2 separate regions of the Ovis aries genome follow, and region 1 is linked to region 2. Evidence: chromatin contacts called from public Hi-C data. All regions are on one chromosome and are shown on one strand. The core of a region is the stretch at or near the end of the contact, and the rest is flanking DNA. Distances in the headings are between cores, read along the strand shown.

What was found. A called contact is a pair of places that touch in the nucleus more often than the background predicts.
Region 1: a contact with region 2 is called in a Hi-C map of liver, with 2.7 times the contacts expected there. The contact joins the promoter of JAK1 here to the enhancer-like site in region 2. A contact is called at or near these places in 2 of 16 Hi-C or Micro-C datasets (blood and liver).

The regions. Positions count from the first base shown.
Region 1 is chr1:40,649,751-40,657,324 of ARS-UI_Ramb_v3.0, reverse strand. JAK1 (Janus kinase 1) reads left to right here and starts at 2,859. Exons shown (of 26, transcript XM_060410592.1): 1 at 2,859-2,950.
Region 2 is chr1:40,573,133-40,580,775 of ARS-UI_Ramb_v3.0, reverse strand. The region is part of intron 1 of JAK1 (Janus kinase 1); the gene reads left to right. It also overlaps the pseudogene LOC101102528. Among named protein-coding and RNA genes, the nearest start is that of TRNAG-GCC, 34 kb to the left of the region's middle. Within about 2 kb of position 1,560, at least 52 of the 54 cell types and tissues checked have an H3K27ac peak or open chromatin away from gene starts, as enhancers often do. A contact at or near this core is called in liver, where this site is marked.

The DNA.
Region 1 (7,574 bases), core at 1,610-4,109, 75 kb before region 2:
GAGAACCAGTGCAGCCAAATAAATAAATAAATTATTTTTAAAAATAACAAAATTAAAAATTTTAGATAGCAAATGATTTGCTTGGCTCTGTAAATTAAAAGCCTGCCCAAAAACGGTCCGTGGAGGTGTAAGCATCAAAAAGCACCTTCAGTGTTCTGCTTTCCCCAAAAACATGGAAGGAATTTCCTAGAAATGGTCAGGATGTATTTATGGAAAAAATCCTCTTCAGACCTTTATATGCTCAATCATTGCCAGACAGGGTGCTAAACATGGGAGATATAATAGGAGCATGGTCCTGACCCTCTTGGTCAGAGAAGTACATCAGCTGTCCTGTACAGTAAATGTTAAAGGAATCATGAAATAAATATAAAAAGGACACAGTGAGTGCCCAAAGGAGTGGTCATCTCTGTGATTCTAACAAAGTGAATTCATAGCAATCATGTAGGGTTGTTCAGCGAGATAGCAAACTCTCCATGTAAAGGTGAAGCAGAACCTCAATGAACAGATAAACAGGAGTCAAGGCACAAGAAAACGGGTTTTGAAGAAGCAATCAGTTCACAGCAGTCCTAAGACATGAATGATCTGGTAAGTGTTCTCCATCTTTAATATCTAGGATACGAATTTCACAAAGCAGAACTGCTGCTCTACGTCGTTAACTCCCCCCTCCCCCACTCTCCATCGCCACCCCTCTAACAGATACATCAGGTGAGTAGGGCTCAATTATTCAAATTAAATGTGTGACCTGGAGCAACTCCCGTCACTACCCAGAGCCTCAGTGTCTTTGCCTGAGAAGTGAGGAACCCTGTTCGCTCTAGTCCATTTCTGCTCTGAATTGCGAATAGTACAAGAAACCAGAAAGGAAACTCCAGAGAAACAAAAGTGAAAGTGCCCAAAGGAAATACAATAGTAAACAAAAGCACAAAATTCTATAGCTCACTGAAAAATGTGGCAGAGTTCCAAAATACTTTTTTTCAGCAGCCCGTGAACACGAGACTTGGGAGAGAATGAACTATCACGCCCTCTGAATGTGAATGACATGAGTGTAACGCGAATCCACCTTGCTCCATGCAACCGTCTTCTTAAACAATGCTCCCTGACCTCGAACAACCATTTATTAAGATCTTTCTAAATGAGTCAATCCACGAGGAAAGGTCGGTCCCCTCCTGACAAATCCCTCGGAACACCACACAAGGGTGTGTTCCGCTTCGGGATGAGAGAGAAAAGAGGGTAAAGAAAGAGAGGAAGGAAAGATTCGAACTGATATTAGATTCTGCCTAGTGTTGCCACGCGGTTGTTATGCACAACAGCAGGGAAGCAAACTATTTTAAAACTTGGGAAATACGGTAGTCTTTGAATTTGATCGTTTCTTCCTTCATGTTAGTGAGACTTCTTTGCATGTAACCCAGAAAGGTACACCCGCCTAGGAGCGAGAGCGCGAGCTCTGGGGTGGACCAGCAAGTGGAGGCGGCCAGAATGGACTAAGCTGACAGCTTCGCAGAGCGTCGGCTGCGGGTGTGGGACCGCAACTCGCAACCCGCAACCGCCACGGCTAGAGGGGTCGATCTGGACCAACCGGTGTCAGAGGGTTCCCTAGGTGGGAGGATGCTCCGGGCCCGCCCCGGGAGCCTCCCTTCTCCGAGCAGAAGGGCGCTCAAACGCGTGCACACGCAAACACACACACATCCTTCCCGTGGAGTTGTGTCTCGTCTCCCTTTTGTTTTTCTCCCTTCCCGGTCAAGAGACCCGGAAGTTTTTTTTTTTTTTTTTTTAATCCAGTCTCTCTCTCTCTTTTCCAACCCCCACCCCCCCTCATCTATCACATGGCAGAGATAGAATAAAAACAGAAAAATGGCGACGGTCACGTTGTGGCGAGCACGTTGTATCCTTGCTGCGTCATTAGATAATCCTCATGCAAATAGCGGGAAGAACAAAGGAAAGGGGGGTCCAGGACCCCCCCGGGGGCGCAGGTGGGTGTGGGGGCGGCGTGCCCGGCGCGGGGGCGGCGGGGCGCGCGCGGAGCCGGGCGCCGGCGGGAGACGTGCGGCCGCGCGGGGCTCGGTGCGCCGAGAGTCTACGTCCGTGTGCGCGCCCCTGCGGCGCGGTGGAGCGCTGGCCGGGCCGCTCCTGGCCGGGTCTCGCGGCGCCCGAGCCCGCCCGCCCGAGAGCACGGGAAGCCGCGGGGCGAGGAGAGCGGTTCTGGCGAGGCCCGCCGCGACGCGCGCACCCTCACACGCACACGCCGCCGCGGGGCTCGGCCGGCTCGGCGGCCGCGCGGGGGGCGGGCCGGGCGGCGGCGGCTGGGGCTGAGGGCGCGCCGCTGCCCGGCGCCCGCCCTGCAGCCTCCGCGGGGGACTGCACGCAGCTCGCCACCTCGGGGTAGGCGGCGGGGCGCCGGGGCGGAGGCTCGGGGCGGGCTGGGACCCCGCACGGACTTGGAGGGTGTTGCTGGGCTGGTTTTGTTGTGGTTGGGATGTTTTTGGTTTTTTTTCTTCCCCTGCGGGGCGGCGGGGTGGGGGGGGAGCGACCTCGCCCATCGGTATTTCCGCGGTTTACCTCTGGCCCTCGCTGGGGTGTCAGGAGAGGCGCAGGTTGAACAGGGGCGCGGGGAGACCCCCGGTGTCCCGCTCCGGCCCCCTGGCGGGGCAGTGGCGCGGAGGGGCGGGGCGGGTGTGTGTAAATGTTGCGCACTCGCTTTTCCCCCACCCCCGCCTGCTTCCAGGCAGCTGGCGTGGGTCCCTTGCCGTCCGGCGGCGACTGTAAATAGAGCCTGGATGTTGTTTACATGAAGGATCCGGCGGGAGGAGTCTGCGAGGAGGAGGCGGAGGAGGAGGAGGAGGGAGGGAGGAGAGAGGAAGACCGGAGTCCCCGCGGCGGCGGTCCGGGGCGAGGGTGAGCCCCGCGCGGCGCGGGCACCGGTCGCTACCACGAGGCCGGGACGCCGGACCCTGGGGTAGGAGGGAGAATGGGCGCGGGGCGGGGAGATGAGGGGGGTCTGTCTGAGTGGCATTTTTAGCTTACAACCTGCCACGCAGATTCTCCGGGGCGAGAGGGGAGGGTTGTGCAGGGAGGGCGGGGAAGCCTTGATTTCTCCGCACGTTCGTGCTCGCATCCCCGATCTTTTCCCGCTTCCTCTTGGGGCTCACCTGTTTATTTCCATCAACCAGAGCTTGCAGTTGGTTTGTGTGTGTGTGTGTGTGTGTAGGCATGAGAGGCTGTTCCTTTTATTAGAAGCATTATTGGGGAAGGAGGGGTGCGTGGCTGAAATTTATGCCGGTCTCGGTCGCTTTTCAAGAAGGGGGAGGGGACTTGGCGAAGATCGCCTGCTCCCCGCCGTAGCTGACCCCATGGGCGTAACCCCTGCCTTACCCCTTCCGAGGAATCTTTTCCCTCACTCAGCTACCCGCAGGCCAGCTACCACCTTCTTGGAGAAGGACCACACCTGTGCTTATTCCTCGCTTTGGAGGAGAGGTGGGCTGAAAAACCGACCAGCTTTCCCAAAGCTGTTAACCAGCCCTCCCGTCCCAGAATCCCAGGCTTTCACCTGCCGATTGCGTGGCCACCTGCGTCCCCCGACCCACCCCTGCAAGTTGTCTACAGATGTATCGGGATTTTTTCTTGCCTCTGGACCTGCAGCTCACAACCAGCAACTAACTGCTGGATTTAGACAGAAAGAAGTGATCTCCTTGGGCTTAGTGTGCGTTCTTCGTTCCCCAGTGGGTCTTAAGATGGAATCTGCCCCCTCTATTCTTTCGCTAAGAGCTTAGTCCAGAATCTGGCCTGAGTAACCAGTTTCTGGCTCTCTTTCTCTGGGCCCCACCCTGGCCCCTCTTGGTTCTCCGAAGCCAAATACGCCTCCCAAGCAGAAGGCACACCCTGCCCTAAATCTAACCATTCCAAAAGGGAGGAGGAAACAGTGGAAGAGAAGGGACCCAGGGGTCTTCTTTCTGTCCTGAGTATCCCCAACAGCAGTTTCCTCTTCAACCCTCCTGCATTTATAATCTATTTATTCTTCTTATCAGCTGCTCCCCATTTTTGCCTGTAGTCCTATGATATTTAGGTGGGGATGGAGGTGTGGAAAGAGATGTCACCCCTGTTCCCTAGTGTGAGACATTTTCATTCTCAGTCTTTCCACTTTTGAGATGCTTAACAATTAAAATATGTAAATATGTTTGCACGCTTATTTGAACTTGTTTTCTTGCTGGCTAATGAATAGCTGGGATTCAGAAAGGAGAGGGAGAAAGCGATGAGAGGTGCACATTCTCCCTTAGGTCCCCTTTATGAGCATCCCCCAGAGTTGCTGGAGGAGACCCTTCAATGAAAGCCAGCAGTCTCCCTTCCATGACATCACCACCTAAGCCCTTCCAACTTTAGCTTCAGAACAGGAAGAAGGCTCAAAATAGAACTACCTTAGGAATCCAGCTCCTTTTAGAAGATCAACTTTTAAGTCAGCTGCAGGAGAAACACTGAACTTTGACACGCGGAGAGAAAGCTGCGGTGTTTGTAATTGGTTCCTTTGGGGAAGGGTCTGGCAATACTTTCCATGTGTATTCAGAAAAGCTTTTCCCAAGATAAGTTGAGTACCTAAGCCGATGAATGATTAATTGAATAGTTTTGAGATTCGTTTATTGAATTATTCATGTGTTTCAGTATGTCAACAGTAACAAGTACTTTTTGGAATGAATTAAAGAGGGGCTCCTAGAATGTGTTTCAGGGAGTTTGCTGGAGAGAGAGGAGGTTGGTGGCGGGTAGGAGGGAACACTTGAAGGCAAGGAGTCTGAGGATGCAGTGACAGCTGTGGTGAGTATGGAAGTTGAGAGGCTTACTATAAACAAGGCCTGTAACTTTTACAGGGTGACTAATATCCTGGACAAAGAAATAATGATGGCAGGATTTTCCACCTTTACCTTGAAAGTTAACTTGGTATCTTTGAATCATGATGTTTCCGTTTTTATTTTATTTTATTTTCTGAATTCTCAGAGCTGAAAGAGTTGTTCATTCTTTAGAAAGGGCTTCTTAATAAGTGATCATCACTGATGTATTAACAACTTAAAGATTAGGAGGGCAGAAAATACCTGACATCATTTGAGTAACCAGTGAGTGCTGTAGAGTGACTTTCTGGGTGAAGGGTTCTGATTTTTAAAAATCCAGGTGACAGGATCTTCTATACCTCTGTCAGTGCAGTAGCCGCTAGCTACGTGTGGCTGTCAAGCACCTGGAATCTGGTAGGGTGATAAGGAACTGATTTTTAAATTAAAAATTGGTGTTCAGTGTTTTGGAAAAGTTCATTATGTTTGGAAGTTGGGTGTATGTGTCTACTTTTTAAGCTGTGACTTTTATGAAATCTACAGATTATTTCTGATGAAATTTTAGTGTTTGAATTGAGATGTGTTAAGTGCAGATATGCCCTGGATTTCAAAGACTTAGTACAAAAAAGTAAAATGTCTCATTAATAATGTTTATATCGATTACATGTTCCAATGAAAATACTTTGGGTGTGTTGTGTTAAGAGAATATGTTGTTAATGTCATTTAACCAGTTTATATTTTTTTTATTTTATTTTTTAAATGTGACTACTGGAGTATCTAAGATTGCAAACATGACTTGCTTTTTGCTTATCTGGGACAGCACTGGTCCATGATATCACTCCTTTTTTTCTTAGGTTTAATTTCCAAAGAGGTGACTGCAGGAAATACAGTTATTTCATGTTTGTCAACCATTTACTTTGCCCTGCTATTTTCCATGTGGATTTGGGGACCCCCAAGAGTTACTATTACAGTACAAGAAAGTATTATACAGTACAAGTACAGTATAATAGTGACAGCCCTGCAGATTTCTCTGCAGGAGGCATGCCTCCCTCAGGAAGGTCGGTAAAAATGTCCAGGGTATTGGAAGGGCTAGTTAGGGGTATCGTGAGAAAATTTAGAGACCCACATATCTGGCCAGACCTGTTTTTGTAAAAGGTTTCTGGGAATACGAAACTATACCAGGGAAGAGTGTGTGGCACTTGGTGCTACAGTTGTGACACCTGGTGACATCTTAGTGATACCATGCACTTTTTAAAAATTTTCTCTTTCTCTGCTTTCACTTTCTGCCCGCACATCATAGCTCCACTGGTGGGAATCAAGCTCACAAAGTTGCTGATCCCTTTTCTCAAAAAAAGTATAGTGTTGACCTTAATGGAATGTTGATATCTTTGGAGTTTGGTTTTATCTATTGAGGTTCAGTAAAGACACTGGAAGGGACTTGGGCGTTTAGTACTATCCCCTCATTTTACAGATGACAAACTATCAAGTACCTTGCCTGTTGACATATAGACCGAGGAATTCAGTATATACTTTTGTTGATAACCTATTTAGAGAATCCCTGAGAAATGAAGAAGTTTGTCCGTGAATCAGTCAAGTATTTGTTGAGCTTGCACTTTGTGGGAAGGACTGTGATTAATTTTGTGAAGGGACATAAAGAGAACAGTCTCTGACTTCAGGAACAAGACTGTAGACTTGAGGAAATCAAATGTAAACAGAACCACAGTAAATCACAGTTTAAGATCCAGCACGTCATGGTGAGTGCAGTACCCCTGTGTTACAAGCAGAAACATGTTCCTTTTCCATGTGTTACGAGTAGAAATGTGTTCCTTTTCCAGATGTAGGAATAGGAGCCCTGAGTGGTGGACTCTGAAGAAGAGAGGACGGTGCTTGTGTTTTTGCACCAGCCCAAGGCTCTAGAAGTGGAGGTCAGTGCATGCCTTTGGTATGGCCCCCCTTCAGCTGTCAGTTACGGGAATTTGAGAAGTAAGACCCAGCATTGCTATATGCAGTGCTGAGGAAATCCAGATTAATAGAAGATGACCAGAGTTTTTAGAGATGGTTAGCTAGGGGTGGATCAAGTTGAAGTTAGCTGGTATATTTCTAACTGGTTATTCTAAAAGAATATGGTAACAAAGGTGAAATGAAGTAAAGCTGACTTGTGTGCAGACTGTGAAATCCAAAATCTGGGGCAAAAATTGAATCTCAAGCAAAGTCCAAAAGTGAATTAAGTTGACAGCTGGACTACAAGTGTGTGTGCTGAATACATGTGTAAAGGAGAAAGTCCCATAGACTAGAATAGTATATTCTATCAAACATTAAGCAGGATGGTCCAGCTGCTTATAGATTCTTAGTCTCCTGGAGCTTTGGGGGCTGAAATCCCCATCATTTCATTCCTCTTTCTGTCTCAACATTACCGAATATAGACCTTCTGTGTTAGCTTTTTTCTATGTGACCTGCTGAGGTTATGGAGCGTGACTGTTTGGAGTCCAGTGCTTGGAATGGGTAAAACAATGTCACCCCCTCTGTAATTAGTCCCAGTTAATGCTTCTCTGTGAGAATTGGGGCTGACTTGGCACCAGACAGTTGTCCTTGGCTTTTCCTTGACGTTTTAGCTGATTTATTTCTCCTAAAGAAAGGAAAAAAAAAAAATATGTAGCCTCCTCAATCCAGGTTTCCTACTAATCTTGACACCAGTTAGTTTTTAAACACTCTTAACAGCAAAGCTTTGCCATGAAACACAAATACACGTTCTCTGTCCTCCAGACAAAG
Region 2 (7,643 bases), core at 311-2,810:
TCACTCATAGGTTTAGCAGTTCCCACGCAAAACACCAAAACCCTGTATTTTCATAAGTAGAGTCAGTGGGAACCTGGTATCTTCTGCACCATCTTGGAGAAGCACTGTTTGTTCACTGGCATGTTTTGTGTGATTAAAAAGTACATGTGGGAATAAGACAAAAATGCCTATCTTGCTTTGGCACTTCCAAATTTAACCATTTGCCTATATACATTAGATCTGGGGATTGTTTTGCTTGTTTCAGATGGGTAGTAAGTGTGTGTGGAATAAGACTTTGCAGATATGAATTATGGTAGAAGGCATTTTCCTTTCATAAAGAGGGAAAATACACCCATCTGGTAATTACAAGTATTTGGTGTTGAAACAGTTGATCAGTTCAGTCGCTCAGTCATGTCTGACTCTTTGAGACCCCCTGGACTGCAGCACGCCTGACCTCCCTGTCCATCACCAACTCCCAGAGTTTACTCAAAGTCATGTCCATTGAGTCGGTGATGCCATCCAACCATCTCATCCTCTGTCGTCCAGTTGAGACAGTTTCTATTCCTGCCTTCCACCACTAATTAGGTAGGTGACCTTGGGCAAACCACGTAAACTATAAATTTCCTCATCTGTAAAATGAAAGCATTGGTTCACAGGCAGACATTTAAATTCCTTCTCCAAATATTCATTCATTCTCTAATTTATTCAGGACCTACTATGCGCCTTCAGCGCTGATTAACTCCATGACCCTTGGAAAGCTTCAGATTGTCTCCAATTCGTTGAAGTATCCACTCCCCGTCCTACTTTAAAATCAGCTTCTGAATTCTCCCCCAAGGAGATCCAAACACTTTTCCTGTCTGAAGTTATACATGAGGAAAAGAAATGTGCCAGTTTCCTTCACCCGGCGCCAACCGAGTGGGCACGCCAGCCGGCTAGTGAATTTTTCTTTGTAAAGGGCAACCTCTGCATTTTAAAGGGCAATCCAGTCACCCGAAAAAATGCAATTGAAAGGGCTCTCAGGGACAGGGCGGGACACCCAACCGCTCCTTTTTCAGCCGGGGAAACCTGGGAAACATTCTTTGGGCTCCGTCCTAGTCACGCGGCAGTTCCACGGCACGAATTGTGCAATGGGGCGAGTCGGGCGGGCGTCCGGGGGTGGAAAGAAGCGGGGAAGGCTTCCACAGTGCCAACTACCGCCCCCTCCCCGCACCTCCCCCGCACCTCCCCCCAGGGTACTGCGAGGCGCGGTCAGGACAGCGGAGCTCCGGTGGCCCCGGCCTCGCTTCGCCCTGGGGGCCGCCCCCTCTCTCGGGCAGAGGCCACCGCCGCGCGCTTCCTGGGGCTCTGCGATGGGCCGGAGCGCGAGCGGGAACTGCCGCCCGAGACGACGCCGGGGGACGCGGCTCGCCGCATCGATCGCGGCTGGGAACTCCGGGCTCGCACTTTCCGTAAGAGCACCGGGGCTTCCAGCGGCGCCGCGCCCCCGCCCCCGCCAGCCCGGCTGCCCTTTCGAGTGGTGACGCAGCCGGCGGGGTACGCAGAAGTCTGCGCTGAAACCCGGAACCTCCGGGCCGCGGGCTCCGCCTGCCTGCGCCGGCGCAGCCCGGGGCCGCGCGGAGCTCATCCGAGCCCCGCGCCGGGCTTGGCGCAGGGAGCGGGGGCTGCAGACGCGCTGCGAGGGCTGCACTTCTCAGAGGTCCGTGGGTACGGGCTCGAGGCTAAACGTTTGGTCACATTCACTACTCACGTCACTCTTTGTGGCGTATACCATCATGAGCTTCACTTAGAGGTGGGGAAATAGTCTAAAACATCAAGTTACTTTATTGATCTGCTCAGTCGAAGAGGGCAGGGCTGCGCCTCAAATCTAGGGCTGACTTGAATCAGATATATCTTATTTCTCTTGAATCAAGCGCTTCGTGGCTTTCATTCCAGTGAGCAGAAAACAGGTAACAGGTGGGACAGGTACACTGAGAACCGGAGCCCCTCCTCCTAAGGTGGGGGGGTGGGGGTGGGGGCAGTTTGCTTCTGGTTGGCGCTCACACATTCTCCCTACTGTGCTGTTAAAAAAGAAAAATGTTTTCCGTGTATATCACGAAGTGGAAAAGGTTGGAAAGCCTTTCTCAGCCCTTGCGTCTCTATTTTCAGACTGTGTATCGGAATCTGGGACACCTAGCATATGGAGTTGCTGGAGAATTACATGAAAGAGTTTTTTACACCTTAATTCAGCACATGTTAATTCTAACTTTTTGCAGCGCTCCCCGGGAACCTACGGGCACTCACCCTCGTCAGCACTGAGGTGGGGACGCAGTCATTCTAAGCCAGCCCCTTTTCTGAGAGATGAAAGGTTTAATCCACTCAACGGATGATCACTTACAAGTCACTATTCAATTAGTGACAGACACCAAGCTATGGCTTTGTCTCTTGGCCCCTACAAGGGCTCTTTCCATTTCACCCCCAACGGGGGCCCCCCACCCTCTGGCCCCCCGCCACCCCTGCACCCCCTGCTTTTCCTTCAGAAGCTTCAGAACAGCTGGAGGCCAGTTGAATGTGACTTCCTCAGTGACCCGGTGGCAGTGAAGTGGGCGGGGACCTCCGGGAAGGCTAGAGGAGGAAGTCGAGTCACTGGGCTCACAGCCTGCCTGCGCCCCTGGAGAGGGGAACCCCCAGCTCCTGGGCCTCTCTATTGGCCAGGGCTGGCCCCCTTTGGTAACTTGGGGAGTAGCTGCAGCCCGTGTGTGTGTGTGTGTGTGTGTGTGTGTGTGTGTGTGTCCAGCTGTGGAATGGAGTAGCTGCAGCCCAGAAGTGTGTGTGTGTGTGTGTGTGTGTGTGTGTTTCCAGCTGTGGAATAGAGTAGCTGCAGCCCAGAAGTGTGTATGTGTGTGTGTGTGTGTGTGTGTGTGTGTTTCCAGCTGTGGAATGGAGTAGCTGCAGCCCAGAAGTGTGTATGTGTGTGTGTGTGTGTGTGTGTGTGTTTCCAGCTGTGGAATGGAGTAGCTGCAGCCCAGAAGTGTGTGTGTGTGTGTGTGTGTGTATGTGTGTTTCCAGCTGTGGATGTCCAAGCAAGTGTAGATTAAAGTAAGAGAATATGCTAGCTTTAGGATTCTATCCTGGGTGGGATAGAGTCCTTCCATGGCAAATCATTTCAGAATTAGCACAGAATTTTCAGGGGAGTCTATCTTGAAAAGTGAAACAGGCTAATGGAAGTTTTCTAACTTCATAAAATCTTAAAACATCATAAAATCTTGGGAATTGACCACTCTGTTTGCCTGGGTTTTAAAATCACTACTCACTGGAGCAGATGTTTTTCCTTTCCAAGGCTCCATTTTATGAAATGAGGCTAAAATGTCTGGACAGCCCTCTCCCTTGGGTACCTTGGAATGTTGGGAATATGAATAGTCTTTTAGTAGAGTTGGAGATCCAAAGGGAAGTTGTAGAACCATGAAAGGTCCTTTAAAAACAGAAACCCTCCTTGTTAAAAATCATAAAAATTATTAGTACTCATTGTGAAAACTTAGAATTTTTTTTTCAGAACCAGAAAGAAGAAAAATAATTGGAATCTGATACCCAGAAAATATTGTTGACAATTTGATGTAAGGCATTATATGTAATCAGACTGAACACACTGCTTTTTTCCTTGAACAAACTTTTTTCTTTGAATAAAATATCCTGACATGCCACTAAATATTTTCCATACTTGTTTTAAAATAGCTATTTAGTATTCCTTTATGCATTCATTTAGCCAAAGCCCAGTTGAAGGACTTAAAATTGTGCCCAGGATGTTGCTAATGAAAGAGTAATAAAATATGAGCCTTGTAGCTAGATCTTTGAGTACATTCTCAATTATTTACCTAGGTAAATTTCCTACCAGTGGTATTTCTGAAACCAGGGATAAAGATTGCCTTACACTGACCTTTTAAGCTTGGCTTCCCCCCTCTTCCCCACCCAGTGTTTTCCCAGATTTTCTATATCATTTATTCACCAAGAATGTATTGAGCACCTATCACATGCCAGACATGCCTGGATAGAGAGATGAACACTCTGAAGCACAAGGTGCCCTAAATGTTGTCAGAGAAAGTTTGAGTAGCCAGAAGTCCAGTTTGAAGAGGGTCATGAAAGACCAGTAGACTTTTTTGAGAATGACAGATTTTAGGTGGGAGGAGGTTAGTGGAGAGTACTGAAAAAGGATGGGAAGCACAATGAGAAGGACAAGGGAGAATTTCCTGTACAAAACCCTGGTGGCCTAAGAAATAGCTTCTTGTGTCATGCTAAAAAGCTTCGACCTTATTTTCAAAGCAAACAGAGAAAGGGATTTATGGAGCCTCTGAGGTCATGATGAAATTGGATCTCACCACTTAACCCAATGATGGATGTTATTTTCAGTAGACCCCCAAAATCATTCCTGGGGAAGAAACAAAAGATAGAAAAATTTGCAAAGGAAATATTCTAAAACCATGTTGAAATGAAAGCTGCAGAGAATTATCCAAACCCATTGGTAGTTACTATTGTGTCCATTACAGTTAAGATTGGGATGTAGTTATCATTAGTAAGTTTGATCATGAGAAAATTTCCCTTCTTTACCTTAAAGAGAATGGCTTTAATACTGGTGCATGCCTAGACATCACTTCAGTTTCCTATCAGAAAAACAAATTCAAGACTTTCAGTAAGTCCAAAAACATGTTTCATAGATGGTGGTTTAAGAAAAACTATTACTTATAAACAAAACTCAAGTGTCTACTGTGACCAGGTAGCTAATGACTCTCAACAATTCAGGAAAGTTCTCAGCTATTATTTCTTTGAATATTTCCTTTCCCTTTTTTTTTTTATTTAGAAAAGTCTTTATTGAACTGGCCGCAAAACTGCCTCTGTTTTTTCATGTCTCGGTTTTTTTCCCACAAACCTGCACCCACCCACTAGCTGCGTACTGGAAGTCAAAGCCCCAGCCTCTGGACCACCAGAGGAGTCCCTCCTTTCCCTCGTTTTTGCTGCCTCCTTAAAGAATTCTGACTACATGTGTATTAGACCTTTTGTTTATTCATTACTTTAGATATACAGCTTGCAGGATCTTAATTCCCCTACCCAGGGACTGAACCCTGACCCTCGGCAATGAAAGCTTAGAATCCTAACCCTGGAGTGCCAGAGAACTCCCCTATACCTTCTAATTCTACTCCCGAAGTCTGGCAATCTTTCTTTCATATGTTGTGTCTGTCTCATTTGGATAATATTTTAGGATCTAATTTGCAATTTACTAATTCTTCAGCTGTGTTGAATCCTTCTGAACTTGAGTTTAAAATTTCTCTCAGTTTTTTTTCATTCCTAGAAATTCTGTTGGTCAATTCTGTATAGTTTCTCAGTCATTTCTATTGACTTTATTTTCTTGAAACAAAGTCAAAATTTGCCCTGACTTCTTTACCTCCATCAGCCAGAAGCAAGAGGGATGCCTGGAATAACCTGTGCTTTAGATAAGCACATCTCTTTCCTGATGCTCACATAAGCATTATCAGTAGTGAAAAGAGAGGCTTAGGACTCTACTGCTTTTGTGAAGACCCTTCTTCCTCCATAGCACCCATGCTCACTGTGTGGTTAATAACCACCATGTTTGCCTTGAGATCATCATAATCCCATTGTGTCTTTGTCCCCTGTTTATGTCACCCACACACAAAAAAACAGGACTCTCGGGTCATCCCTCACACCCAGAGCTAATCCCCAAGTCACTCTAAGGACAGTGAGACAGCCTCTACTGTAGTACCTCGTATCTCTCCCCTAGGTTTTTTTTTTTTTTTAATTTTTCCCACCAACTGCCATACCACATGGGCTTCCCTAGTGGCTCAGCGGGAAAGAATCCACCTACAATGCAGGACATGTGGGTTCAATCCCTGGCTTGGGAAGATCTCCTGCAGAAGGGCATGGCAACCCACTCCAGTATTCCCTGCTTGGAAAATCCCATGGACAGAGGAACTTGGTGGGCTATAGCCCATAGGGTTGCAAAGAGTCAGACATGACTGAAGCGACTTAACATGCATGCATGCCATACTGCATATTTTAGTTACTTGTCTCTCCTAAAATGTAGTAATAGTCTTGAGAGCCAGGGTATTTATTTTGTTAACTGCTTTCTCCTTAGAGTTTAGAACATTGCCTGGAAAATAGAGGTATTCAAAAATATCCGAATGAATCAATAGTAAATATTCTATGTTCCATGTCTTGACATTCTATACCTGAGCATTTTGCAGGTCTGATCTGTGTCATCTGTTCTGTTGCCTTTTACTCTCTGTGCCTCATTTACTTGGGTGTTTTATGGATTTTGACTCTGAACTCATATTCTGTGGATTTTGCCTATAGTAGTTCTTTGAAATATAGATTGACGTTGCATTCATTCAGAGATGAATTGTGTTTACTTTTAGTATTTGCTTGGGATAACTACTTATCCAGGACCAAGTTCATATTGCTGCTGCTGCCAAGTTGCTTCATTCGTGTCTGACTCCGTGCGACCCCATAGACGGCAGCCCACCAGGCTCCCCCGTCCCTGGGATTCTCCAGGCAAGAACACTGGAGTGGGTTGCCATTTCCTTCTCCAATGCATGAAAGTGAAAAGTGAAAGTGAAGTCTCTCAGTCGTGCCCGACTTTTAGTGACCCCATGGACTGCAGCCTACCAGGCTCCTCCGCTCATGGGATTTTCCAGGCAAGAGTACTGGAGTAGGGTGCCATCGCCTTCTCCAAATATTGCTACTTGTTTTTAACTACAAAAGTAGAGTGAATTGGGCTACAGACACATTTGTGGGGTAATCAGCTTGTAGGTATAAATTATCAAAAGATATACACGTTAAAATATATGTATATGTATTTATCTTTTGATAATTTATAGCAATACTCTCCTTGGTACTTGGCTATGTATATTTTCTCTCAAGTGCTGAGGTCCAGACAGGCAAGTTTCATTGCTATCCTTTCCTGTGCAGCAGGTTTTATCCTGTTTATCTATATACTAAAAGTGTAGTCTGCTTTGGGTTTTCCAGCTTTATTAGGTTTCCCCATCTTGGAAAGTTGATTTCTAAAAACCCAGTCTATTCAGATCTTCAGATTTCTCAAAGCTTCAATTTTTTTATGTGAAATTAGCAATTTTTAAATGTCAGCAATCAATTCAAATTTATTTTTGTAAGTGCTAGACAAAAAAAACTTACCATGAGTCATATTTGAGCTTTGGTCTACCAGTTGACAATCTCTGTTCTTAAGAGATCGACCCATGTATGTATATATATATGATGCGGAAGGTATTTTGTTAGAATGAATCTATTAGATAACATAACCACAAATTTGGAGAAAAGGGTCCAATTTTAGATTTCTGCTTTTTTTTCTCTATAAATATACTTGTCAGATCATGTGTCTAGATTTTTCTGCTCAAGAAATATGATCACTGTGTCTACAATATGAGGAAATAGAGGGCATGGTCCCTGCCCTCAAAGTTTTACATCCTGTGAAAAGTAGAATATGCAAGATTCTACTTTGGAAGAAGTAGAATGGATTGAAAAATCACGAGATTTAAAAAAGGAAGACCATTTAGGAAGTCGCTGTCTCAGTCTGGGCCTGCGTTAAAAGAGCCAGAGTGAGAGCGTGATAGCACAAGAAAGAAAGGAGCAGATACCAGATGTTTAAAGGAAGATGTGATAGGATT